4 separate regions of the Mus musculus genome follow, and all the other regions are linked to region 4. Evidence: chromatin contacts called from public promoter capture Hi-C data. All regions are on one chromosome and are shown on one strand. The core of a region is the stretch at or near the end of the contact, and the rest is flanking DNA. Distances in the headings are between cores, read along the strand shown. Region 1 holds the start of Rabep2 (rabaptin, RAB GTPase binding effector protein 2). Region 2 holds the start of Eif3c (eukaryotic translation initiation factor 3, subunit C). Region 3 holds the start of Btbd16 (BTB (POZ) domain containing 16). Region 4 holds the start of Mcmbp (minichromosome maintenance complex binding protein).

Region 1 (7,044 bases), core at 82-2,581, 2.3 Mb before region 4:
CTCAGCCTGCAGCCATCACAGGAGCTGTCCACTCGGATGCATTTCCTTACCCCCGCCCCCACCTCAGCAGGAGCTGTCCACGGTGGTAACGCCTTTCCTGCCTCGGCCTACACTCTTGGTGAATTACTACAGCAGGAGCTCTCCAGCCTCGCCAGCGGCCCTACAGAGGTGGTGCCTCAGTAAAAGCCGGCTGTGGCCAGGAAGGACTTCCTACCTTAACCCATAGCCTAGATGCAGGAAAAAAGGAAGGCGGGGGGGGGGGGGGGGGGAGTCAACAATCCTTAAGCAGGGAAACCCACCAATCTCTGGGCTTCCCGCAAAACCCCACCAATCCCTGAGCTCCCCAAAGTCAGGACTTGAAATCCCACCAATCCTTAATCTGGAACTCTCTGCCCTGAAAAGCTCCACCCCTAAGAAATCCTATCTAAGCTCTGCCCTCTATTTAATTCCGTGCTGTCTGCTCCTGGGAACAGAGGGCAGCCACCCCTGGATTTGTTCTTCACACCCAGGACCCTCCAATAAATCTCTTTCATGAGATTTTTCAAGGCAGGATCATATCAGCATCCAAGCAGACATTATGCAGAAGGAGCTGAGAGTTCAACATTTTGTTCTGAAGACAGAAGACTGGCTCCCAGGCAGCCGGGGGTGGGGGTCGGGAGGGAGTCTTAAAACCCACACCCACAGTGACATACTTTCTCCAAGAAGGCCATACCCACTCCAACAAAACCACACCTCCAAATAGTGCCACTCCCTGGGCCAAGCATTTTCAAACCACCACAGGCTGTCTGGGGATAATCTGTAGTGGGCTCCCTCTAACACTAAAAGCCCACCAGTAGGCACATAGGAGGAGGAGATAAGGGTTATCTTGCTAGTTCAGGCGTGATGGGTACTACGATTGGGTGTTAGTGCTGGAGAAATGAGGAAGGCATCCTGGTATAAGTACACTGGTGTGCATTCCAAGGAGACCACAAAGAATCAAGGACTTCCAGGTTCAAAGTCTTTTATAGAAAACCGGTTTGGAGGCAGGGGGACCCAGGCTCTGTACTTGTTTGAATTGCTGTGACTCTCCAAAGCGAGAGGTCATACATAATGAGAGATTGACCCAGACCCAGGCTGAAAGATTTACAGCCCTGGGAGTGGAGAAAGAGATTTGCAGGAAGCCATATGAAAATGGGATTGGAGACACGTAGATTTCGCACCTCTGCCACTGACTGCGCCAAGCTTCAGAACGCCAACCCAGCCCTGGCCCGCGGGGCGGAGATGCTGGGCGGGCCGGGCACACTTCGCAGTAACGCGAGTCGGGTTACGGCGGAAGGGCGGCCGGGCGGAGGGAAGGAGGAGGCCGCGCGCAGCGTCCTCTAGGACTAAGACCAGGCGTTCCAGGAGGTGGCCTCGAGTGGAGCCTCAGCAGATCCTCAGCACCAGAGAAGACTACCGCAGACCCGAAGCCCTCGGAGCTTCCAGGGAGCGCGGGAGCGCGGGGGCGGTCCCACGAGGCTGCAAGAAAGGCGGGATCCAGGCCGCGCGTCCACTCGAGTGCAGTCGGCGTCTCTTGACCATCCCGCCCTCCCACCCCCCGCGGCCCCTGCAGAGCCGATCCGGAAACAGCCGAGCGGATCCGGAAACAGCCGAGCGGACCCGGAAGCGGGAGTGCCATCACCAGTGAGTGCGGGAATCCGCCGTTTGGGCTGAGACGATGGCAGCTGCGCCAGCAACCCTAGGTGAGAATCGGGGGCACCGGCGGCCAGGAATCGGTGCGGGAGTTGCGCCGCTGCGCACGTGGGGAGCAGGGGGCTGGGGGCGGAGCCGAATGCGACTGCTGGCGGCAGCCGGCCAGCGCGGAGGCTCGGGAAGGGGGCGGGGCACAGCGCCCACCGGGGTGGGCGTGGCCTACACGGTGGGTGTGTCTGTGGGTGGGGCAGGTAAGGGGGCGAGGCGGGGCCACTGGAAGGGATTGGACGGTCGAGCCAAGTTAGTTGGGACTCCGGGAGGGGCAGGACCAGGGGAATGGGATGAGGTCCTTGTAGATGGAGAGTAGGACTGGGTTACTGGACTGCTGGGTGGCCTGAGGTGTTAGGAGATCGGCAAGCCGTGGGAATAAATCTTGGTCACTGTCCCCCCCACTCCCCGCTCCCCACAGCGCTGGATCCCCAGCCCCAAGAGAAGCAAAAGGATGCATCCGAGTCAAGTGAGCTCAGTCGGCTTCGTGCCGAACTGGCCGGTGCCCTGGCAGAAATGGAAACCATGAAGGCTGTAGCTGAGGTGAGCGAGAGCACCAAGGCGGAGGCAGTGGCTGCAGTGCAGAGACAGTGCCAAGAGGAGGTGGCCTCCCTGCAGGCCATCCTGAAAGGTGAGGCACCCGCTCCCAACACAACCCACCCGACAGCCTGTCTGCCTGCGCCCCTCTAGCAGGGAATGCAGGGCGAGGAGGGCTTCAGATGAGCTTCAGGTAGCTCAACAGAGAAAAGACTGTGTCCCAGAACCTGAGTGCCCCTTTCTATTTTGCAGAGAAACACCACAAGTGTTGTCAGCAACTCTTGTCAGTCACAGCTAAGTGTAGCAATCATCTTTACCCATGATACCCATGGGTATCATTTCTTGTTCTTGCTGACATAAGATCAGCCCAGAATACGAGCCAGAAACTTCGCATTTCTCTGAACCACCCTCATTTTCCTCTGGGCCTCGAGGCTCGAAACTCAGCCTGTTGTCTCTGAGCTTAGTCCTATGATTTCCCTTCCTTCCCAGGTATCCCTACAGCACCCTACACAAATACATGCATCTCCTTCCTTCTCCCCCTCTGTCTCATGGCCTCTGTGGATTGGGAGACACCAGCTTTCTTGGTCCCAGGTCCTCTGCCTTTTCCTGTTCTCCTCTGGGCAGAGGTTAGAGTGTCCTCAAGGATGTCAGACCTGCCCCTACTCTGTTTCCTGGCAGTAGTATTACTATGGCATGCTCTATTGGACTGCTGCTCCAGCCCCTCAGATCTCCCTCTATGGTCTGCCCTTGACCTTGGATTCCATAGTAAAGGGCCTGAAATTCCCTTCCCATCCTACCAGGCCTGGGAGTTTTATCTGTAATCCCAGCTCTGAAGGTTGGAGATTGGCATATCCCCAATAGCTTGCTGGCCAGCCAAGACAGAGCGCTCCAAAGTCAATAAGATACCTTATTGGGTCCAGGACAGCCAGGGCTATACAGAGAAACCCTGTCTCAAAAAAAAAAAAAAAAAAAAAAAAAAAAAAAAAAAGATACCTTATTGGAAAAAATAAGTTGGAGCAAGTAAGGAAGACACCTGATACTGACTCTGGCTTATGTGAGTGTGCACACACAAGAGAAAAAGGAATAGCCTAAGTTGTAACAGTGACTGCTCTCTATTGAACACTTACCATATGCCAGAGACAGAGCTAAATACTCTATAAAGTAAGCTTTTTTCCTTTTCTTTTCTTTTCTTTTGAGGCAAGGCTTAGGCAGCCTCATACTCTGTATGCAAACAACAACTTCTTCTCCTTCTTGAGTTCAGGGTCTCTCTCTCTCTCTCTCTCTCTCTCTCTCTCTCTCTGTGTGTGTGTGTGTGTGTGTATGTGTGTGTGTGTGTGTGTGTGTGTGTGTGTGTGTGTGTGTGTTGAGATGTAGGAGTGTCATACCATGACATGGTACACATGTTGGGCAGGAGGACAACTTTGCAGATTCATTTCTCTCTTCCCACCTTTCTGTGGGTTACAGAGATTGAACTCAGTCATCAGGCTTTCATGACAAGCACCGTTAACCACTGAACCATCTTGATGGCCTTAAACTCCTGAATGTCCACCTCCCAGGATTAAGGCATGTACTACCACGCTGGGTTTTATCCAATACTGGGAATCTAACCCAGGGCTCTGTGTATGCTTGGGAAACACTCTACCAACTGAACTACATCCCCAACCCTGTTTTATTTTTTGTTTGTTTGTTTTTACTGGCAGGATCTCCCCCCCCCCTTCCCTCTTGCTCTGGCCCCCTGCTCTGTAGGTTTTTTATTTGTTTCTCATTACCGATGGTTGTGAGCCACTATGCGGTTGCTGGGATTTGAACTCATGACCTCCGAAAGAGCAGTCAATGCTTTTAACCTCTGAGCCATCTCACTAGCACTACTGGCAGGATCTTACCACTGTAACTAAAGCTAGCTAGAATTCATTTTATTGTCCAGTATGGCCTTGAACTCAAAGGTAAACCACCTGCTTCAGCCTCCCAGGTACTAGGGTTTGGAGTAGGAGCTACCATCCTTGGCTGTATATAATCTTTATAACAAGGTCTTTGAGAAAGGAGTCATTAGCTGACTGTTTACAGAAAAAGCACAGAAACACAGACAGGCTAACTTTCACAGAGTGATATAGACACATAGCAGCAGATTTGAACCCAGGAAGTCTGGCAACTTCTATATCTAATGTTAGTATATGTTAAGTTAGTGGGCTGGGACCAGTGAGATAGCTCTGTGGGCAAAGCCTGATGACTTTACAACCCCAGAACCCACAAGGTGGAAGGAGAAATCCTCCTCTCATGCTGGTCTCTGACCTCTACCCTTACAGCAGAAACAGAACCAAGCCCTGAAAATTATCCTCTAACCTCCACATGTGTGACCTGGCACAAGATCACACACCTACACAAATAAAATTAAATGTGTGTGTGTGTGTGTGTGTGTGTGTGTGTGTGTGTGTGTGTGTGTGTGATTTTTGTTGTTGTTGTTGTGATGTTTTGTTTTTTCAAGACAGGGATTCTCTGTGTAGTAGACCAGGCTAGCCTGGAATTCAGAGATCTGCCTGCCTCTTCCTCCAGAGTGCTAGGAGTAAAGGCCTGCACCAACACTCTCGGGCAGAAATAAAATAACTCTAAAAGTTTCATATAGTTTGTGTATGTGTGTGTGTGTGTGTGTGTGACCCTGACAGAGGACAACTTGTGGGAGTTCCTTTTGCTGAGTGGGTCCTGGAGATGGAACTCAGATTATTGGTCTTGGCAGCAAGCACCTTTATCTACTGGACTATTTTCCTAGCCCATAAATAAATCCAAAATAAGTAAATGAGCTGGGCAAGGTGCTGCACTCCTTAGTCTCAGTACTTGGGGGATATCTGTGACTTCCAGACCAGCCTGGTCTATATAGTAAATTCCAGGCCAGCCAGGGCTACATAGTTAAACCCTTTCTAAAAAAACCAACCAAGCAAGCAAAAAATACCTCAAATATTGGCCAGGCATGCTGTTGCATATCTATAATCCCAGCACTTAGGAGTCAGAACCTGAAAGATCTCAAGTTTCAGGCCTGCTTTGAAAAAAGACAAAACAAACGAATAAGTAGCTGAGAAAATACAAAAGGTTAACGTGTACTTAACATCACTGCCATCTGCCGCTAATCTGTGGCTTAATTTCCAGACCTCTGAGTATGACGCCTTGAGAGCCATGTATGTCACCTTTTTTGCCTTTCCCTTCACCCTTTGCACACCATTATACTTGGGCTCTTCTGGTGTGCCAGCATGCCCAGACACATCAGCCCATGCTGGTCCTGTAGCTCTGTTGTCCCTTCTTCTTCTCTACCAGCACCCTGTCCTGTCCAGGCCCAGGGGACACCCCCACTCCATCCCCTGGGATCCACAGCTTAGGAATGGACCTTCTCACCCCACATCACACTCCTACTGTTGTCATGGCTGTGTTCACCAAGCTGTGAGCACCAGGTGGTAGGCCTGTCTGGTTAATCCCTGTATTTATAATCACTAATATCAAATATTGATTTTCCTTCTTTCTTTCTTTCTTTCTTTCTTCCTTTCTTTCTTCCTTCCTTCCTCCCTCCCTCCCTCCCTCCCTCCCTCCCTCCCTCCCTCCCTCCCTCCCTCCCTCCCTCTCTCTCTCTCTTTCTTTCTTTCTTTCTTCTTTCTTTCTTTCTTTCTCTCTTTCTTTTTTTTCCCCCCCAAGACAGGGTTTCTCTGTGTAGCCCTGGCTGTCCTGGAACTCACTCTGTAGATCAGGCTGGCCTCAAACTTAGAAATCCTCCTGCCTCTGCCTCCCAAGTGCTGGGACTAAAGGCATGTGCCACACTACCTGGCTCAAATATTGATTGTCCCAGACATAGGAATCAGAATAGTTAACTAGATCTTCAGCATTTATACAAATAACTGGGCAGTTTGTGTTTCTGCAGATCAGATTGTTCAATTTTTTTTTCTGTATGTATTTGTACAAGTATGTATATGTATGTGTGCATACAATGTGCACATGTGCTTGCTTGATGTGAAAACCTGAGGCCAGTGTCAGGTGTCTTCCTCAATCGCTCTCTGCCTTATTTATTTACTTAGTTATTAATTAATTAATTTATTTGCAGCAGGGTCTCTTACTGAATCTGGAGCTCAGGGTTAAGCTAGGCTGACTGACCAGCAAGCCTGTGTCTGCCTCCTCATCTCTGGGGTTACAGGCACACGCTGTTGTGCATGTTTGTTTTAACCTTGATTTGTATTTTATGTGTATGGGTATTTTGTCTGAGCATACATCTGTGCCTGCAGAGGTCACAAAGGGTGTTGGATCCTTTGCAACTTGAGTTATAGGTGGCTGTGAGCAGCTATGTGGATGCTGGGAATTGAACCATGAGTTCTCCAGAGAAGCAGCCTCTGAGCTTGGTCTCTTAATATGGTACCTGGGGTTTGCACAAGGTGAGCACTTTACCATCTGAGCTGGCTCCTAGCCCTACATTTGTGATACATTTCCCCTAGAGTTTAGTTTGGTTTGCTTGATTGCAGGCCTCACCATGTAGCACAAGCTAGCTTCAATTTTGTAATCTTCCTCCCTCAGGCTCCCATGCACCGAGATTACAGGCCTACCATAATTTGTTTTTGTTTTTGTTTTTGAAGCAGTGTCTTTCTACATAGCCCTAGCTCTCCTGGAATTGGCTCACAGAAATCTCCCTGCCTCTGCCTCCTGAGTACTAGAGCCACCATGCCTGGCTTTCTGCTACCACAATTGATTCTTCAGTTGTACACTTTACCCCTGAGTAAGTCATAGCGAAAGTGACAATAGCCATAACAAGAATTCCAGCTT
Region 2 (6,691 bases), core at 1,353-3,852, 2.2 Mb before region 4:
AAAAGGAAGAATAGGGACCCGAGGCTAAGTGGCATTTTCAAAATGTAGGCTTTAAAATCCCCTCCCCTCCCGGGATCTTGCTATCTAGACACCATCTGTACCACTATTTTTTTTTCTTTTTAAGCTTCACGAATTTGCGTGTCATCCTTGCGCAGGGGCCATGCTAATCTTCTCTGTATCGTTCCAATTTTAGTATATGTGCTGCCGAAGCGAGCACAATCTGTACCACTATTAACCAAGACTGTTAACTAAGCAGCGCTGGGGACTCAATGGAGGCAAGCAGCCTACAGCTGACCTACACTCCAACCCAGGACTAGGAAGGCAGGGGTGGGCAGATCTCTGAGCTCGAGGCCAGCCTGGTCTACAGAGTAAAGTAAGTTCCAGGTTGGCCAAGACTATACAGAAAATCCCTGTCCTGGAAAAAAAAAAAAAAAAAAAAAACAAAGTAACGACAAGAACAACAAAAAACAGCCAAACCCCAATAAATATAGTCAAGCTTTTGCCCAAAAATAAGTTTTTCTCCTTGCTTTATCTCATTTTCTATTTTCTAGGCACCACTGTAGATAAGAAGGCAAAGAGCCCTGAGGAGAGCCCTGGCAGCAGGCAAGCAGCACAGCCAGGCCCACACCCCTCTGCATGCTCAGAGTCACACCTCATTAAGATAGTCCTCCAGGTCAGCCAGTATTCGGATGTAGAATCGGGGGACACCTTCCTTATCCACAATACTCTTGGCTTTCCCATAGGCCTTTCCCAGGAGCTCAAACTCTTCTAGACACTTGGTGACATCTCGAATCTTCATGGCATTACGGATGGTTCGTATGAGGTTGGTCAGCTCCTCAAACCTGGGTAGGAAGTTCAATACCAGATTGGCTGTGTCTGTCTATCATGGAGAAAACAATACCATCACTCCCCCTAACCCCTAACCTACGACAGCCTCACCTCTTGTCCTTGGCGCTTCGGACAACTCTCTTTGTATCCTCCTCATCCTCGCTCAGTAACAAAGGCCTGTATGAAAGGAACAGAGACCATTACCCTTCAGTCTTAGCTAGTGTTATTTCTCTTATCAGATGAGAACCGAGGCATGCATACCATCTTCTTCTCTGATCCTTGTTCTTCATACTCATCTTAAGCAGCTGCAACTCTAAATGAGGTCTCTTGTAAACCCTGACAGTATCTACAAGAATGTCCCCAAGAACAAGTAACAGAAGGCTTATAGACTGTATGAGACAACTGTCTAACAGCACATATGGCTACAAGTACCTAAGAAAGCAGCAGACAAAAGGCCCCCTAACTCTAACAAATGGGAAAAGCTCCAAGGAGCTGGTACCTAGCCAGATTCTAAAAAGAAACATTTCCCAAAATAGGAGAGGCCACTAGTTTTGGTGAATTCTAACACTCTCTTTGATTGTATTTTTTTCAATAATGGGTGAAAGCATTCAGTTAGCAACAGTGTCTCTATTATTTTCTTTCCATGGTATTAACTTTTCCTGACAATTTTTTTTTAATATGGGACAAGTGATAGTTTTTCCACTTTGGACAGTGTTATGCTATCGCAGTCACATGGATATGTCTGGATATTCATCTACAATTCTCTACAAGTCTCTGTGGAGCGCCGGGCGTGGTGGCGCACGCCTTTAATCCCAGCACTCGGGAGGCAGAGGCAGGCGGATTTCTGAGTTCGAGGCCAGCCTGGTCTACAAAGTGAGTGCCAGGACAGCCAGGGCTACACAGAGAAACCCTGTCTTGAAAAACCAAAAAAAAAAAAAAAAAAAAAAAGTCTCTGTGGAGGTAAGTATGTCTTAAAACCCTTCAGGTACACAGCAAAAACAATGTTGTTTTGAGAACTGTTTCAAAGTTCAAAAAGTTTTAATTTACAGAGATCGAGAAAAAGACAGTAAATAAAGATGAACACAGCAGTGTTTAGCATTTGGCACGCAGAGCCAAACGACCGGATTTCAGGGCCAAACTAACCAAGCACTGAGGGTTTCCCTCCATGAGTACAAATCATAACGACTAAGCTTAGTGGGAAGATTTACGATACGGGGAGTTTCCGAAAGCCACAGTCAAGGGGCGGGAAGGGATGCGAGAGATGGAATGTGGGCAGGAGTTACGAGGCTGCAGACTTGGAGGCCTTAAGAGCTGATGCAATACTAAGCAACGGAAAACCTCTCCTCCTCCTCGGTACCGAGGACGCCGAGGGCTCCCCCAGCTCGCTGCGAGAGCTCCTTTCTCAGACGCGCCCAGCCCATGGCTCCGCTCGCCCACCCGAGCCCCCGCAGCCCGCCAAACCCGTCCCCTCCGCGCCCCCAGCTCACTGTTTGCCGTAGTTCCCGGAGACCGGTTTGGTGACGAGCTCCTCCCCGGACAGGGACGACTCCGACTCACTGTCCGAGCCGGTGGTGAAGAATCGCGACATGGCGACGGCGCTGAAGGGCTGAGGCGCTCGCGGCCGGAACCTGAGGAAACCCGCGGCGTCAGGGTTTGGGGGCAACCGCGGCTACCATCTCCCGACCCGGACCCCCGTTCCCGCCTGCACGGCCTCCCCCTTGCCCTCCACGGAGCACGAGGCCCAAGAGACACGAACCAGCTAAGCTGCCGAGTCCCTCTGAGCAGGTGAGACAGGCACGACGCCGGAAGAGGAAAAGGTTGGGGGGGCGTCACTTCCCGGAAGCACCAAAGAATGCGCTAAATAACTACAATTCCCAGTGGCCTTTGCGCTATACACGGCCTGGGACGAATTAGTAGCCGAGGTTCTAAATCTTATCTAAACTAAGACTGACTGGCTGCTCACTAGGACCGCCCGGACTAGGCTGCAAGACTGACAATATAGAATTTAGTAACCGCCCCATGGTGCACGTCTGTAATTCCCTACACTAGAAAGGGTGAAGCAGGAGGATCATGGGTTCAAGGCCAGACTGGGCCAAAAAAAAAGAAAAAAAAAAAAAAAAAAAAAAAAAGCTAAGCTCTGAAGCCTGCGGAGGTGGCTCAACACCTTTAATCCCAGCGCTCAGGAGGCAGAAACAAGTGGATCTCTGAGTTCGAGGCCAGCCTGGTCTCCAGAGCGAGTTCCAGGACAGCCAAGAGAAACTATGTCTCGAAAAAAAAAACAAAAAACAAAAAAAAAAAACAAAAAAACAAAAAGTATTCTGGCCGCCCATCTTAACTTCAGAGTAAGAATCTAAGGGCTGGTGTCAGCTTGATGCCGATGTCCTGCGAGGTTTTGGAGGAGTGTCGTTGTTGTCATTTTGTTTTGTTTTGTTTTGTTTTAGAAAAGGATTTTAAAAATACGGAACGCTTTACAAATTTGTGTGACATCTTTGTGCAGGGGCCATACTAATCTTACCTTATCTTTCCAATTTTAATATATATGCTTCAGAAGAGAGCATGGTTTCTCAGGTTTAAGCAAACTTCATAGATCTTGAGTGTTGGAATCCTGTCTTTACCGTTTTCTTAGGCAAACTTTCTAACTTCTAATCTCTCTCTGCTCTTCTCCCTGTGCTACAAACAAAGGGGAATAATAGCACTTGTTCATTTGATATTAGGAAAATAAAATGAGAACATATGATGTGTGTGGGACAGTACCTTGTGCAGAATGAGCATATACTAGCTAGCCACTGGACCCACGAGGTGTTTCAGATGAAAAAGCACTTGTCACCAAGCGTAAGAACTTGAGTTAGTTCCCTATGGCCACAGAATAGAAAAAACAACTCCTGATAGTTGTCTTCTGACCACCTCCCCTGACTACCACCCTACCACCTCCCACCTCCCCCAATTCCTAGTGGCCTTTGCAACATACAAGGCCTAGATTTTTGTAGTACTGGGTATGGAACCCAGGGTCTAGATCCATACTAGGCAAGCATTTCACCAACTGATGTCTGGGGTGCCCAAAAATAAACAGTGAAGTATAATTCTAGCAAAATGGCACTGTTGGGTGGGTTTTATATAAAGACGGCCTTGAGGTCAGAGGCCTGAGGCTTCACCTTAGCCTGCTAGCCTGCTGGCAGTGTATGCATGTCTGTGTGCCTACCTCAGCGTGGCCCCAGTGCCAGTCTCTTGTGTATGCATGTTGCCTGCCAGAGTTCAGCTTCCAGGATTAGGTCCGTTTTTGTTGCTATGAAGAAACCATGCAAAAGCAAAGCAACGTATAGAAGAAAGACCTCACTGGGGATTACAGTTTCAGAGGATGAGTCCATGATCAACCGGGCAGGGACATGACAGCAGCCATGGCGCCAGAGCAGAAGCTGAGAGATGACACAGAAAGAGGCAGAGGGGGAGAGACACACAGAGAGAACTGGGAAGAGTGTGGGATCCAGACATACACCTCCTCCAAGGCCACACCTATTTTTTTCTGTTTTCTTTTTTTCCAAGACAGGGTTTCTCTTTATAACCTCAGCTGTCCTAGTGGAATTTGCCTCATAACCAGGTTAGCTTTGAGCTCTGAAAACCTCCAACTTCTCCCTCTGGAGTGCTGGGGTTAAAGGCATGCACCATCAAGCCTGGCAAGGTCACACCTCTAAATCCTTCACACATGTGATTATGTTGTGAACTCTACACACAACAACAGTTTTAAATGTCCGATATCTTTACTAATAGAGGAAATGCAAATCAAAACCAGAAGGAGATGCCACACTCACTATGGCTATACCAAGACAAAACCAAACCAACCCCCCCTACACACACACATACACACACACACACACACACACACACACACACACACACACACACACATGGAGAATAGCCAGTACTGTGAACCCCTATGAGCCCTGCTTAGTTGATTCCGTGGGCTGTTTTCTTGTGGTACCCTTGATCCTTTGGCTCCTACAATCCTTCCACCCTTTCTTTTGTTGGATTCCTTGAGCATCTCCTAATGTTTGGCCGTAGATCTCTGCATCTGCTCCTATCAGTTGCTGGATGAAGCCTCTCAGATGACGATTATGCTAAGCTCCTGTCTACAAGTGTAGCAGAATATCATTAGGAATCATTTCATTGACATTTTATTTTTCTTCCAATTATGTTTGGTTCTATCATAGGTCTCTGGCTTTCCAGTGTCTGGTTCCAAGCCTTTGGGCTTCCTCTCATGGCATGGGTCTCAAGTTGGACCAGGAATTGGTTGGTCACTTCCATGAGTTCTGTGCCACCTTTGCCCCAGCACATATTGCTGGCTAGACTGGTGGGGGTTGGTCTGGTGCTGCTACGTATTCAAATGCTAAATCTTGGCCCACAGGTGGCAGTCTGATGAGCACATTCTCACACCCAATGATGTCTTATGAATTTTACTCACCAATCTTTTCTGACTGGTTAAATTAAAGTGGCTACAGCCAGCCCCTAGGAAGCATAGAGATGGGAGGGGGGAGCGTTCCGTTACCACGCAGGGTTCCCAGGTAGGGGCCATAAGAGGAAGAAGGAAGGAAAGAGAAGAAGAAAGAAGACAGTAGGAGGTCTCCATTAGACCAGATGGAACAGTGTGGGAAGCCACATGTGCCGTTGCAGAGTGGCGCTGGCTACTGCTGGCCACCACGCATAAGTTTGGGCAAACAACCAATGTGTACATATGCAGTAAAGTTTTTTGCCAAGACACTGCCTGGCCCGGGCACGATAATGAGGTTCTGCAAGTATAACCAATCAGATGAGGAACATGCAAATGAGGTATAGTGCATAACCAATCCGGGTGTGAGACCCGCCTCTCCTAGGCCTATATAAGCAGCACCAGTTCTGGGCTCGGGGTCTCTTCGCCTCTGCAATCAAGCTCTCCCAATAAACGTGTGCAGAAGGATCCTGTTGCAGCGTCGTTCTTGCTGGTTGAGTCTGGCACACGCCAGAGAACAGGAGCACGTGGCTTAGAGAAGTGTCCCCTGAGACAGATTAATGGAGCAAAAATGACACCAGGGAGACTCAAACAGCAAGTACTTGGTGAGTGCATCTGGGAAATAGCCAGACTAGTGAAGAAAAAAGTTTAGGAATAGTCACCCAGTAATTGTGCTAAAACTGATTAAATAAATCGATAAGACACTGCCTTGGTTACTGGGGGACTGGCTGGGGCATATTAAGAAATAATAAAGTTCATTAATAGCATTTACAACAACACAGGACGAATTGTAGGTTGAAGGTTTTGTGGCTGGGTTGGTGCCCCACTCCTTCCACCTGAGGTCTTGCCTGGTTACAGAGGATGGCCAGTTCAGGCTCTGATCTTCTATTACTAGGAGTCTTCACTAGGGTCACCCTCATAGATTTCTGGGAGTTTCCATTGCACTAGGTTTCTACTTTACCCCTGAAATGCCCCCCCCATTCCAGTTATCTCTTCCAGTACTCTCTCCCTCCATCCTGCCCCCACCCGATCCCTCTTGTTCCCATCCCTACCTGCTCCCAGTCCACCCTCGAAATCTCTTCTTCCCAGAGAGAGCCATGCATCTCCGCTTGAGCCCTCCTCATTACTGGCCTCTGTGAGTCTGTGGATTGTAGCATGATAATTCTTTATAGCTAATATCCACTTATGAGTACATATCATGTTTATCTTTCTGGGTCTGGGTTACTTCACTCAGGATGATTTTTTTTTCTAGTTCCATTTATTTGCCTGCAAAATTTCATGATCTTATTTTTTAACAGCTGAGTAAAACATTATGTAAATGTACATTTTCTTATCCATTCCTTAGTTAAGGGACATCGAGGTTGTTTCCAGTTTCTGGTTATT
Region 3 (6,531 bases), core at 2,246-4,745, 2.0 Mb after region 4:
AAATACCCAATATTCAACCAAGTTCTCACCCTTATTCAGAAATAAATATGCATACCTTCTCATTAGCATGCAAATTTGCTTTCATCTTTAATAAATGACAATGTCACCAAACATAGTTTCAAATATGTCTACCAAAATTGCTTCAAAATCAACTTCTCCATAATTGGTTGCTGGCAAATGTCTGAATGTAGTCATTTATATGCCCATATGCACAGGATTGCGTAGAAGCCACTGTTCTAGCCAAACACTAGGAGCACCAGGTGTGGTTGGGCAGGTTTTGCAGTGGAGGAGGAAGTCCACCAGGGGGAGCTGCAACACATCTTAGAAAAGAGTCCCAGAAGGCCCAGGGAGGCAGAGTCATTTTAGACTCCAAGACTGAGAAACGCTGATCTGCTCAGTTTGTCTGTGTCTGACATGCATACAGAGTAGTATCGGTTCTTTTTGATTCACCACAAAGCAGGTGGCTTGTCCAGTGCTGACTTCCTGTGACATTGCTTGTGGCCAAGGCCACATGAAGTCCATGCTAGCTCCAGAGTTTCAAGGTTGGCCCTGTTCTTTCTCTCCAGCAACCAAGAAGCCACCTTAAGGTGTCATTTCTCTTTCCTTCTCTTTCCTTCTCTTTCCTTCTCTTTCCTTCTCTTTCCTTCTCTTCTCTTCTCCTCTCTTCTCTTCTCCTTCTCTTCTCCTTCTCCTTCTCCTTCTCCTTCTCCTTCTCCTTCTCCTTCTCCTTCTCCTTCTCCTTCTCCTTCTCCTTCTCTTCTCTTCTCTTCTCTTCTCTTCCTTTTTGTTTTGTTTGTTTGTTTGTTTGTTTGTTTGTTTTTTGAGACAGTCCTATATAGCCCAGGCTAGCCTCAAATTCATTTTGTAGCCAAGGATGACGCTAAACTTCTGATCCTCCTGCCTCTACCTTCCAAGTGCTGGGGTTACGGGGGCCGCAGTGGCCTGTTCTGTGCAGTACTGGAGACTGGACCCAGATCTATGCTTTCAAGTTAGGAAGCTTGTTGCTTAGAAGCCTTCCAGAGTTGGTACTTGTGCTGGCTAGATTCAGATTTATGTCAACTTGACAAGCTAAAGTCACCTGAAAGGAGGGAATCTCAATTGAGAAAATGCCTCAATGAAATCAGGCTGTAAGCAAACCTGTAGGCCCATTGTGGGTGGTACCAGCCCTGGGCTGGTAGTCCTGTAAGAAAGCAGGCTGAGCAAGCCGTGCCAGCAAGCTTCGATGGCTTCTGTATCAGCTCCTGCCTCCAGCCCCTGCCCTGTTTGAGATCCTGCCCTGACTTCTTCAGCGATGGACCATGATGTGGAAGTGTAAGCAAGATGAACTCTGTCCTCCTCGCCTTGCTTTGCTCCTGGTGTCTCGCTGCAATAATAGAAACCCTAACTGGGACAGAAACGGTACATACCTGCTCCCCTGGCCCTTGGTGCATAAATACACCATATGGGACCTGTGGGACTGCTCTCTGCCATTCAGCTGCCTTTGCCTGGCTTCAGACTTGTTCTGGGCTTGGCCACCTCTCTTCTGGTGTTGCCTGCTGGGGATGCTCTGCTGTGAGTGAGAGGTTGTGGGGGACAGCCGTGTTGGCTCCTCCAGTATCTGCCTTACTGAGGGACGGAGCCGTGTGTGTTTCCAGTCCCTTGGCTTCTCCTTTGGAACTCTGAGGGGCTGTGTCAACACAGAGGTATGAGACTGAGGTAGTCCTTCCCCACAGGGGAAGGGATGGGCAAATATGGCCATGGCCTTCTTTTTCTGTGCTTTAGAGTCCTCCTGTCTCAGCCTGTCTTCTGATATTACAGGCTGTTCCACACCAGATATCTGTGCTCTTCTGAGGCATAGTGGGCTACCGTATGATTCTTTTACTTGTTTGCTTGTTCGTTTTAATAGACTGGCCTCAAACTTCCTCTATAACCATGGGTGACCTTGAACTCCTGCCTCAACTTCCCAGTGTTGGGAGTGTAGGTCTGCAGCCCACAACCCGTTCCAAGAAGATTATTTTTCATTTCTTGTGAGATAATTCATCTATCTTTTTTTATGGCCTGGTTGGAGGTTCATTTACTGTTTTGACTGGGCTACACTTCCCTCTCCACAGTCTAGTTGTGTGTGTGTGTGTGTGTGTGTGTGTGTGTGTGTGTGTGTGTGTGTGTTCACTCACATGAACAGCCACCTCTCTGTCTTCATAAGCTGGCTCTATATGGGGAAGTCCTTTGCCAACCACACTCAGTACTCACTGTGGCCTCACAGCACATTTCTGGAAATGTATCTTTGCCTGAGCATGCACACACGGCCTCGCCATCAGAGGAGCTGCTCTGTTCCCTGTAGGAACTTGCTCACCTTCTCCCTCTGGGAGACTAAGCAGGTGCTGTCAGAAGCCAGTCCCTCAGGATCCAGAACACACCAGGTGGGGCAGAAAGCAGCCCCCTGAACATTGGCCTAAGGCTGGCATGGTGGCTCTGCCTCCCACCCTTCTGTTTCCCTCCCATAGGGGTGGGTGGACAACATCGCCAGCAAGTGGATGCCACCAGGTAGAACTTGCAGGGAAAGCAGCTAGACTTCCTGTGACATTGCTTGTGGCCAAGGCCACATGAAGTCCATGCTAACTCCAGCGATTCAAGAAAGTTTCCATTTCTGTGCATTTGACTTTGGCTTACAGCTCAGCTCTGGAGCGATCCATGGCGCAATCTAGCGGGGAGCTGAAGGCTTCTAAACCAAAGGCTTCAGAAAGGGATCAATACAATCAAGGTCAAATGTTGGGCTCAGGGGTGGTAAGGACTGTGGCTCCCTGGGACACTTTCCCAGTGTGGCCAATAGGAGGCGCTCAGGGGTTGTCTTTTAGCCAGTAGCCCCAGTAGTACCAGAAATAGTATCCAGAGGGCAGGTATGATATCAGGAGGGTCAGGTTCTTGTATTTCAAACACCTTAATTCAAATCCTGTGTTAAGCCTCTATTGGAGAGAAAGTTTACATAGGGGAAGTCTGAGGTAAAGGGAAGGGCAGAAGTAACAGGGCAGACCTGTACTTCAGAGCTTTCGCTGAGGCACCTCCTTCCACACACACTATCACGCCATCATCGTGGCACTGGGCTAGGAGGGAAGCGACAGACCAGACTCCAGGTTGGAGAGCAGACAGTGTGTATCTGGTGGTATGGGAAGTGCGGCAAAGGCTCTCCAAGTGTGTGTGTGTAGCTCGCTCCCCTGCAAAGGAACATAGCCCAGTTGCAGGTTTGCACTTTGAGACCCTAATGTCTGTCAGAGGGCTGGCTACACTACCCACCACTTTCTCCCACATCAAGAGACACAGTTATCAATAAGACACATTATCAATAAGGCACAGGAATGGGGGAGGGGATACACACACACAAAAAATATTAATGTAGAATTAATTAAGGCTAATTTTGGACATGGAATTCAAATTACTTTTGTTGCGAAAATATTTTGGCAGCCAGGCATGGTTATGCTAGTGACAAACTGTTTTCTGATAGCCCTGTCACCCCTCAGCAGAAAGCCTGAAGCCTCAAGCTGAGATAACACCAGAACCCGGAACAGGAAGTCCTTAGAATCTGACTGCTGTTGCCATGGTACCCACAACTACCCCCAGGAAGCCAAAGGCAGGCTCCCCCAGCAAAGCATCGCCGTAGGAGAAGGGGTGAGCCCCAGGTGTCATGAGAGCGTTCAAGATTCAGGCTCAGAAGGTGCCCAGCCTCCAACTCTCCCTTGGTTCCGAGACCAGTGCAACCAGCACCCCTCTGCTTCACTCTCAACCTCTGTGACCGTCCCCGTGGGCAGCAGGACTGCAGAACTGTAAGTGGGACTGGTACCTCATCCACAGCCGAGACCAAGGGGTCACCCAGTGATGGGAGCTGTTTGCACATAGCTCCACCAGGGCAAGGAGGCATTTCAGAGGTTCCTGGCTGGGAGCTGAAGGAGGGTCACAGACAGCTTCCTCACCAGAGGACCAAGGGAGCAACAACTAAAGCCCACAGAGGGCACAGCTCCCAGTGAGACAAAAATAAAAATACATTTCAGTGCTACTAAGATACTCCTGGGGTTCAAGGTCAGCCAGGAAGACTCTTGTGTAAAAGAAACAGGAGCTAGAGCCAGGCATGGTGGCGTAGGCCTTTAATCCCAGCACTCGGGAGGCAGAGGCAGGTGGATTTCTGAGTTCGAGGCCAGCCTGGTCTACAAAGTGAGTTCTTCTCTACATAGAGAAACCCTGTCTCAGAAAAAAAGGAAGAAAGGAAAGAAAGAAAGAAAGGAAAGAAAGAAAGAAAGAAAGGAAAGAAAGGAAAGAAAGAAAGAAAGGAAAGAAAGAAAGAAAGAAAGGAAAGAAAGGAAGGAAGGAAGGAAAGAAAGAAAGAAAGAAAGAAAGAAAGAAAGAAAGAAAGAAAGAAAGAAAGAAAGAAAGAAAGAAAGAAAGAAAGAAAGAAAGAAAGAAAAGAAAGAAAGAGGAGCTAGGCAGCCACCTCTGAACTGAAATGACCTTTTTTTCTATGGAGGGCCCTGGCAGGAACATTTCTTCATATGCTGACCAGCTCTGTATGAAGTCTGCCTGGAACCCACTCCTCTCTCCTTAGAAGCTTCTGGGCCACGATGAAGATGCAGAGCTCATATGTGGAAAGTTGGCCAAGGGTTTTAGCTGGAGAGGTGCAGGGTCCCTCTGACTTCTGTGTGAAAAACAGGTCAGAGAAGCAGCTATGATTCCAGCCATGAACAAAAGTATGTGTGTGTGGAGGGGGCAGTGTGTGTGTGTGTGTGTGTGTGTGTGTGTGTGTGTGTGTGTGTGGTGTGTGCTATGTGCTGTGTGGTGTGGTGTGTGTGTGCTATGTGCTGTGTGTGTGTGTGTGAGATGTGCAGTGTGGTGTGTGGTATGTGTGTGTATGTGTGCTGTGTAGTGGTGTGTATGTGTTTTGTGTGCTGTGTAGTGTGGTCGTGTGTGTGTGTGTATGTGTGTGTTGTGTAGTGTGGTGTAGTGTGTATGTGTGTGTGTGTGTGTGTATGTATGTATTTAGTGTGGTGTATTATGTGTATGTGTGTGTGTTTGTGTATTTAGTGTGGTATGTAGTGTGTATGTGTGTGTGTGTTTGTGTATTTAGTGTGGTGTATAGTGTGTATGTGTGTGTCTGTGTGTCTGTGTATTTAGTGTGGTGTGTGTGTATGTATGTTTATGTATTTAGTGTGGTGTGATGTGTGTGTGTGGTATGTGCTGTGTAGTGTGGTATGTAGTGTGTGTGTTTGTGTATTTAGTGTGGTGTGATGTGTGTGTGTGGTGTGTGCTGTATAGTGTGGTATGTAGTGTGTGTTTGTGTATTTAGTGTGGTGTGGTGTGTAGTGTGTGTGTGTGTGTGTGTTTGTGTATTTAGTGTGGTGTGGTGTGTAGTGTGTGTGTGTGTGTTTGTGTATTTAGTGTGGTATGGTGTGTAGTGTGGTGTGTAGTGTATGTGTGTGTGTGTTTGTGTATTTAGTGTGGTGTGTAGTGTAGTATGGTGTGTAGTGTGTGTGTGTGTTTGTGTATTTAGTGTGGTGTGGTGTGTAGTGTGGTGTGTATTGTGTATGTGTGTGCATGTTTGTGTATTTAGTGTGGTGTGTAGTGTGGTGTGTGGTGTGTGTGTGTTTGTGTATTTAGTGTGGTGTGTAGTGTTTGTGTTTTTGTGTGTGTGTGTGTGTGTGTGTGTGTGTGTGTGTGTGTGTATAGTGTGATGTGGTGTGTAGTGTAGTGGGGGTGACTGTGCTTGAGCAAAACCTCCTGGAGATGGAGTGCAGGGAACTGATTCATCCTCATGACATCCTCTGACAGAAACAGCCCTTGGTGCTTGTACCTCAGTCCCTGTATTGGGTCCTGGTTTTCCTGGTGTCCTCACCCATCAGCATCTCTCAGTCAGTCCTACCGTCCTCTTCCTATTAACTGTTTTTGGCATACCATTAATCAGATTGGTTTCTGTCGCTTATAACCAAGTCATCCTAACTGCATTCAGATCCAGCAGGAAAATGGATGCCCCGCCAGCCCTCTCTCCTGGCCTTTAAGCCACAGTAATCATAATCCCACTGGACACTACATCCCTGTCCAGCCCTGGCTAACTGATAAAGCCACCCATACAGTCTCCTGATCCAAATAAAGAATACATGCTCACCCTACTTGAGGACATACATTGATCTTCATCCTCTCGATAATGTGAGAAGGCATATCTTCTTGCTCCTCTACCTAAGCTACTCTTCCAAAATCATGGCATAGATTGATCTATCTGTCTGTCCATCCATCCATCCATCCATCCATCCATCCATCCATCCATCCATCCATCCCAGGCTAGAGCTCTTGTGTAGTATGAGACACTACATCCAAGTACAGAACAAACAAATACTTAGCCATCCTCTGGCTTTGACACGTGACCCACATTTGAGGCTTTCTCATGATTCCTTTTATGGTAAACTACGAACTCTTTAGGTCAGCCTCCTCTACAGTATTCTGATGGGATGCTTTAGAGACATACGAAAGTGTCATCTTCAGCTCTTTGTCTTCCAGGTGCTCATCACTGTCCTG
Region 4 (6,231 bases), core at 2,931-5,430:
CATTCTCTAGCCCTAGAATTTGGGATGAGGCAAGTGTGGGCTGGAACTGAGAACAAGTGAGTTTGTTTGATATGGAAGAGAAAAAGAGCAAGTTAATACAGAAAGCTGAGTGTCCGCAGAGAGCCACCTGGACATCCTCTTGCTTCTTAGTCCTAGGACTCGACTCTACTCTGTTCCTCAAAATGCCCAGGCCCTTTCCTTGGGCTCCAGCCTTAGCATAAATTATTCTTTAGTGCCTATCAAGAGTGGGGTGGTAGAACAGAAGAGCTCCAAGCTGGGTTCAGACAAGACAGTGGACTGATGACAAGATCAGAGCAGCTTCTACTGATCTTATCACTGCTTTGAACTTTGGAAAACACTTGTGATTAGACTCACACTTTGCCCTTCACACGCTTGCCAGCCTCATCCTGAATGAACCAAGGAACCAAACTAAGCTAAAACTGAAACACCTAAAGCGAAGAGGCAGCTGGTTACAAGCAGCCTGGACTCAGAAGCAGTTGTGTGGCCAGTAGGATGACCGAGGGAGAGAGAGCACTTGATGTCCACAGAGTGATTTCTACGCGCTGTCCGCTGGTCCGGACACACATGCATGTGTGTGTTGTTATGGGTAGGATTAGTAGCCTATGCTTTTAGTCCCAGCTACTTAGAAGCAAAAGGAGGGTCACGTGAACCCAGGAGGTGGATGCCAGCCTGGGTAAAATGACAGGAGCTGGTCTCAAAGTAAGTGGGTATGGGGTTGGGAATTTAGCTCAGTGGTAGAGCACTTGCCTAGCAAGCACAAAGCCCTGGGTTTGTTTCTCAGCTCTGAAAAGAGAAGGAGGAGGAGGAGGAGGAGGAGGAGGAGGAGGAGGAAGAGGAGGAGGAAGAAGAGGAGGAAGAGGGAGGACTGAGGAGGAGGGAGGAGGAGGAGAAAGAAGAAGAATTAGAAGAAGGAGGAGGAGGAGGAGGAGGAGGTGGTATTAATTCAAGTTATTAATATGGGGTGGGTGGGGGTAAACATAGGGATACATGGATGTGATCCCAGCACTTGGAAGGCTGAAGCATCTTTGATTAGTGAGCTGGTGGCCAACCTGAGCTACACAAAACATTGTCTCAACAACACAAGGAAACAAATGAAGAATAAGAAGAAAACTAGAGTCAAAAGTGTATCCTAGCACCCACAGACCACCGAAGGCTCACAACTGCTGTAACTTCTGGTATCCAAGGGCACCTTGTCCATGGACTCCTATCCTCAGAGAAACGCACAAGTAGATATAAAAACACCTCAGAAGACATACAGGTAAAAGCCAGAAGAGTGGGCTGGCAAGATGGCTCAGTAGGTAAAAGCACTGACTGTTCTTCCAAAGATCCTGAGTTCAAATCCCAGCAACCACATAGTGGCTCACAACCACCTGTAATGAGATCTGACACCTTCTTCTGGTGTGTCTGAAGACAGCTACATTGTACTTATTTATAATAATAAATAAATCTTTGGGCCGGAGGAGAGAGCAAGGACTGAGTGAGCGGTGCAGACCAGAGTGAGCAGGGTTGACCGGAGCGAGCAGAGGTCCTAAAAAAAAAAATCAATTCCCAAACAACTACATGGAGGCTCACAACCATGTACAGCTACAGTGCACTCATATACATAAAATAAATAAATAGATCTTTAAAAAAAAAGCCAGAAGAGCAGGTACATGCCTGTAATCCCAGAATTTGGAGGCAAATGCTCAAGAGCAGCTGGAGCTACAGGGTACAGGGTACAGAGCTATACAGTATACAGGGTATCAGAGGAGGAAAAAGGGTGTAGGTCAGATACTAAGGTCATAATATACTCAGGTCAACAGGAGTGCAGTGAAGTTTGTTTGTAATCTCCCAGAGGCTGAGGTAAAAAATGGAGAATTCAAGGGCAACCTGGGGATACTAGTGAAACTAAAACCCAAGGGGGGGAAGTCTCTATAACCAACCGGAAGCCACTGGTTCTGGCATAGAAAGTGCAAGAGAGACGGGGAGGCTGTTGCAGAAATCCAAAACGTGACTAAAGATCCTGGGCTATGACAGCAGTGCTGGAGATGAAGATTTCTGGACAGGGTCAAGAGATAATTAATATCTAAAGCTGATACAGAGACTGGGTATGGAGGCACGTGCCAGAAGACCAGCTTCAGTGGTGGACTATTTGCCTGCTTGTACTGGGTTCAACCCCCAGTACGGAAATCAAAAATCAAACACAGACCAAAGAGTCTCCAGCTTTAAGGTACCCAATGTAATCACTGCGACAGGAAAACACAGCAGAAATACAGCAGAGCAGGTTATACACTTCTCTCCCAAAGAGTCATTCAGAGGGCAGCAGTGACCTTTCCAAAACATTCCAAAATATTTATAAAATATTGATAATCAAATGCAATTTTCCCCGAACTCCCTACAGCAGGACCGTGGTAGTGGGATATTTCTCATAAATGGAGATTCTGGCTGGGTAAGGTGGCACACGCAACACTCCAAAGGATGAGGCAGGAGGATTTCCATGAGCGCCAAGCCAGCCAGCTAGGGCTAGGGACCTGCCTCAAACTAAAGGGTAAGGAATTCTGGTATCGGTCATTGGAACTTAACCCTTTAAGTCCCAAACCTTTAACTACGGAGAGATTTTTTTTCCCCTAAAAATTTATCTACACATTTGCACTTTCACCCAGTACAGAACTGAACCCTGGCTTGACATTTGGGAATCATTGTTAGTCTCGACATGCCAGTTGTTGGGTCCAATATTTTGAACTTCAATTACTAGCACTTAGCGAAGGGCTCTGCCTTCCAAATGACAGAATCACAGGTAGCAGCTTACACACACCCTTTGATAACCACCCTAGATGGCTAGGTTTGAATCTGCCTCTTTCCACCTGCACTGTACTCAGACCATTCATCAGGCCAGGCACACATTCTACTACTGAGCTATAATACCCCAAGCCCGTGGTTTACTCTTTCGCGGGCTTGCACACCCCTGCCCCTGTTGAAGACACTGTGTGTTCACTGGCTATATAATCGTCATGTCTACCCAGCCCTTCTATCTGCCGGCTTTAGTTTCACCCTGGGAAACTACCTGATTAGTTAGAATTCTAGGTAAAATGAATCCGATCCGGTGGGAGCGTTACTACAGAAAACACATTCCACGGAGACCGGTGGCACAGGCCAGTCATTAAACGCACCGAAATCTGGGATGCGCGTGGGAATCGGAGGTCTGGTTAACCAAAAAAAGCAACGATGACAATTACACCTAGAATTTACTCAGCTTGCCTACAGCACTCTCGGCTCCCGTTCTGTGGCAACTCATCTAAGTAGTTGAGTATTTCTAGCTAGCCCTGGTACGGGAACAGGTAACAGAGCAGACGGGTTCTAATGTCAACAGGGCAGGAAGAATAATTTAAAAAAAAAAAAAAAAAAAAAAGAAGAAGCATTCTCCCGGATGTCAAGGGAAACAGAGAGAACTTCTGAGCGAAGGCTCGAGCACTCCCTTACACACCCCGGAAGTTTTGAAATATCCCGCAGGCTCCCACAGGCAGTGGCTTCTCTCCGCGGCCGCTCTAAGGGCCCTCCGTGGGCAAGGGGACCTCTCCGTGTCTGCAGCACCCGGGCTACGTAGGCCACCGGCCCGGAGCCAGGCCGTCAATCACAGCTAGCGCTCGGAGCCGCGGCCCCGCCGCCAGCGAGCCGCGGCCGGGCAGCGGGCAGGTGACGGGAGGCGGCGGCGGCGCCAGCGCCGGCGGCCGGAGACGGCTGCTTCTGCTCGGCTTCCAGGCCCGGGGCCACGCGAGCCCTCGGCAGTGATTCCCCCGGCCCGTCGTCCGGAGTGCGGCCGCGCGGCGGGCCTGGTCCCGCAAACTCCGCTCCCCTCCCGGCCCTGCTCGCCACGCGCCACTCACCGAAGAAGCCTTGCACGATCCCGAGCGGGTGGCTCAGCCAATCTTCTCCACAGGGCATGGCGCTGAGGGCCGGGGCCAGCGCGGCCCGTGCGGCGGGCGCTCCTCTGCGGGCCGAGCGCGCTCGGAGCCCGGCTTCTCGGGGGCTCGGCCGCTCCTCGTCCGCGCCCTCCCACGCGCGGGGGCGTCGCGAGCCACGGGCCTCCGCGCGTCTCAAGGAGAGGTGGCTGCGGTGACGGGCACGAGCGCCTCGGAGCTGCTGGCCAGCGGCCGGAGGGGTGGGGGGGAGACCGTCCTAGCCTCCACTTCTCACAATGGCGGGAAATCGCGGCCACCGACCGCGCTGCCAGCGACCTGGGTGGAGCTCGAGGAGGAGGGGCGGCGGGAGCGTGCTGCGCACTCCCGGAGGGGAGGGAGTGGGCGGGGCGGACGGCCATTTTGGAGACGGAGACAGGTCGGGCAATCCCGGGGCCGCCATCTTGGAGATGGGCAGAGGAGCGCGTCTGTGCTTGGTATAGTGGTCCCTGTGTGCGCGCCTGGTGGCAAACTCCATCAGGGTGCTTCATTGGCTCAAAGTTTGAGTCCTTGCACCTGGACCAAAAAGACGCACGTTCTGCCAACTTCAAGAGTCATCTCTAAGCAAAATTAAAGGTTGAAATTCTATTTGGTGTCTGATCATCTGATCCCCTTGTGCCTCTTGTTTCTGGTGGTAGAACTCTTCTAAGGTGCCCTGCCCAAAGTCCTGTATAAGATTTGCCCCCAGCTCAGTGAGTTCTTCCTGAACGATTTAATCAAGGAGGTTGTGTAGCCTTTGTGGGCATCTCAATATGGCCAAGGAACTGGCAAGTGCTCAGAACTCTCTCCTAGCCCAGCCTTTAGCTTCTAACCTCAAAACACCCAAATGATCTCTGCTTCCAACCTGGCAACTAGGGAGCTATGACAAGATTCCTATACAGCATACAGATCAGAACACTCTTACAGGGCAGACCCTGAAGGGCCTAGAGAATTTAGGAACTGTCAAGTTTTCATAGAGAAGACATTTTCCCTAGAAATGGGATATACCTCAGAAAACCCTGATTTCATCATCTATACCTACTCGGCTGTAAAAAGGTAGTGGTGATCTGAATGTAATCTAGAAAGTATATAGCTGAAGAATAAGAACTTCTTGGTGGCAGAACACTTGCCTGTCATGCAAGCCCTAGCAAGGGATCAAACAGAGAGAGATGGCGACAGATGAACAGAGACAGCTATGACCAAACCCAGAAACCTCTGTAGTTCAGAAGGAAAAGGGAACCAAACCTGCCCTTCTGCCTTTGTTGGTCCCCTGGAGGGAACGTATCCTTAAATCATAGCACTTGGGATATAGTCAAGGAAGGTCAGGAGTTCATAGCCAGCCTTGGCTACACACTGAATTTGAGGCCAGCCTGAGCTACCTATATATGACCCCGTCTCAAAAACAAATAGATAAAAATTAAGAGCTCCACAGTGGTGGCCCATGCCTTTAATCCTATCACTCAGGAGGCAGAAGCAGGAAGATCTCTGAGTTTGATGCCAGTCTGGTCTACACAGCGTGTTCTAGGACAGCCAGGGATACACAGGTTTTCAAGAAACCCTGTCTTGAAAGAAAAATTAAGTTTGTGATCACCCACAAAGAACAATAACTTTGTAGAGAAATGACAGAAGAAAGTAGTTCTTAGTTCCCAAAGGCAACAAGCTGCAGGAAGTCAAAATAGGAGAGATTCATGGTAGACACAGTATATAAGATCTTTCTGCTTCTGGGTTGATAAGGATCGAAAGCTCAGCCAGGCGGTGGTGGCACACAACTTTAATTCCAGCACTTGGGAGGCAGAGGTAGGCAGATTTCTGAGTTCGAGGCCAGCCTGGTCTACAGAGTGAGTTCCAGGACAGCCAGGGATACACAGAGAAACCCTGTCTCAAAAACAAACAAACAAACAAACAAACAACAACAACAAAAACAAAAACAAAAAAACAAACCAACCAACCACCAAACAAAAGGATCGAAAGCTCTTCCAGGTAACTAGCTTCTGTGTTTTCTGGTAGAAAGGGGTGGGAGGATGCCTTGAAACCCTCCTGCCTTTGTACAGACAATGGGAGGGCAAGCGGTTTTCTTATACATGGTTCTGCTCAGTTGCTTTCAGTTCAAGATAATCTTTATGCCAAAGTGGCATGATTTGGAGTGACTCGGGATGAAAGAGGGAACTAGGACTTGGCATTTCAATATGACTTTGTGTCTGACTTTTGTGAGTTGAGAAAACTAACGTGGCTAAGACACTGTAGTTGTCTGAATGAGAATGGCCCTCATAGGCTCAAAGGTTTGAATACTTGATCC

The links. Promoter capture Hi-C pulls out the DNA fragments that hold promoters and counts their contacts. Capture Hi-C pulls out chosen DNA fragments and counts their contacts.
Region 1: a promoter capture Hi-C map of liver shows a contact between it and region 4, with 6 times the contacts expected there. The contact joins the promoter of Rabep2 here to the promoter of Mcmbp in region 4. A contact is called at or near these places in 2 of 39 promoter capture datasets (liver and pre-B cells) and 1 of 9 other capture datasets (liver).
Region 2: a promoter capture Hi-C map of adipose tissue shows a contact between it and region 4, with 2.4 times the contacts expected there. The contact joins the promoter of Eif3c here to the promoter of Mcmbp in region 4. A contact is called at or near these places in 2 of 39 promoter capture datasets (erythroid cells and liver) and 1 of 9 other capture datasets (adipose tissue).
Region 3: a contact with region 4 is called in a promoter capture Hi-C map of embryonic stem cells, with 3 times the contacts expected there. The contact joins the promoter of Btbd16 here to the promoter of Mcmbp in region 4. A contact is called at or near these places in 1 of 39 promoter capture datasets (embryonic stem cells) and 2 of 115 datasets of contacts at active chromatin or transcription factors (astrocytes and embryonic stem cells).

Annotation. Positions count from the first base shown.
Region 1 is chr7:126,427,436-126,434,479 of GRCm38.p6, forward strand. It overlaps Rabep2 (rabaptin, RAB GTPase binding effector protein 2), which reads left to right and starts at 1,332. Exons shown (of 13, transcript NM_030566.2): 1 at 1,332-1,721; 2 at 2,141-2,350. The coding sequence starts at 1,697.
Region 2 is chr7:126,563,764-126,570,454 of GRCm38.p6, forward strand. Eif3c (eukaryotic translation initiation factor 3, subunit C) reads right to left here and starts at 2,603. Exons shown (of 21, transcript NM_146200.1): 1 at 2,585-2,603; 2 at 2,316-2,456; 3 at 940-1,005; 4 at 653-842. The coding sequence starts at 2,416. It overlaps Gm25579 (a small nuclear RNA gene), which reads right to left and starts at 3,386; the gene lies at 3,281-3,386. It overlaps Gm24596 (a small nuclear RNA gene), which reads right to left and starts at 217; the gene lies at 111-217.
Region 3 is chr7:130,770,574-130,777,104 of GRCm38.p6, forward strand. It overlaps Btbd16 (BTB (POZ) domain containing 16), which reads left to right and starts at 3,496. Exons shown (of 16, transcript NM_001081038.2): 1 at 3,496-3,797; 2 at 6,514-6,531.
Region 4 is chr7:128,736,249-128,742,479 of GRCm38.p6, forward strand. It overlaps Mcmbp (minichromosome maintenance complex binding protein), which reads right to left and starts at 4,181. Exons shown (of 16, transcript NM_145955.3): 1 at 3,885-4,181. The coding sequence starts at 3,942.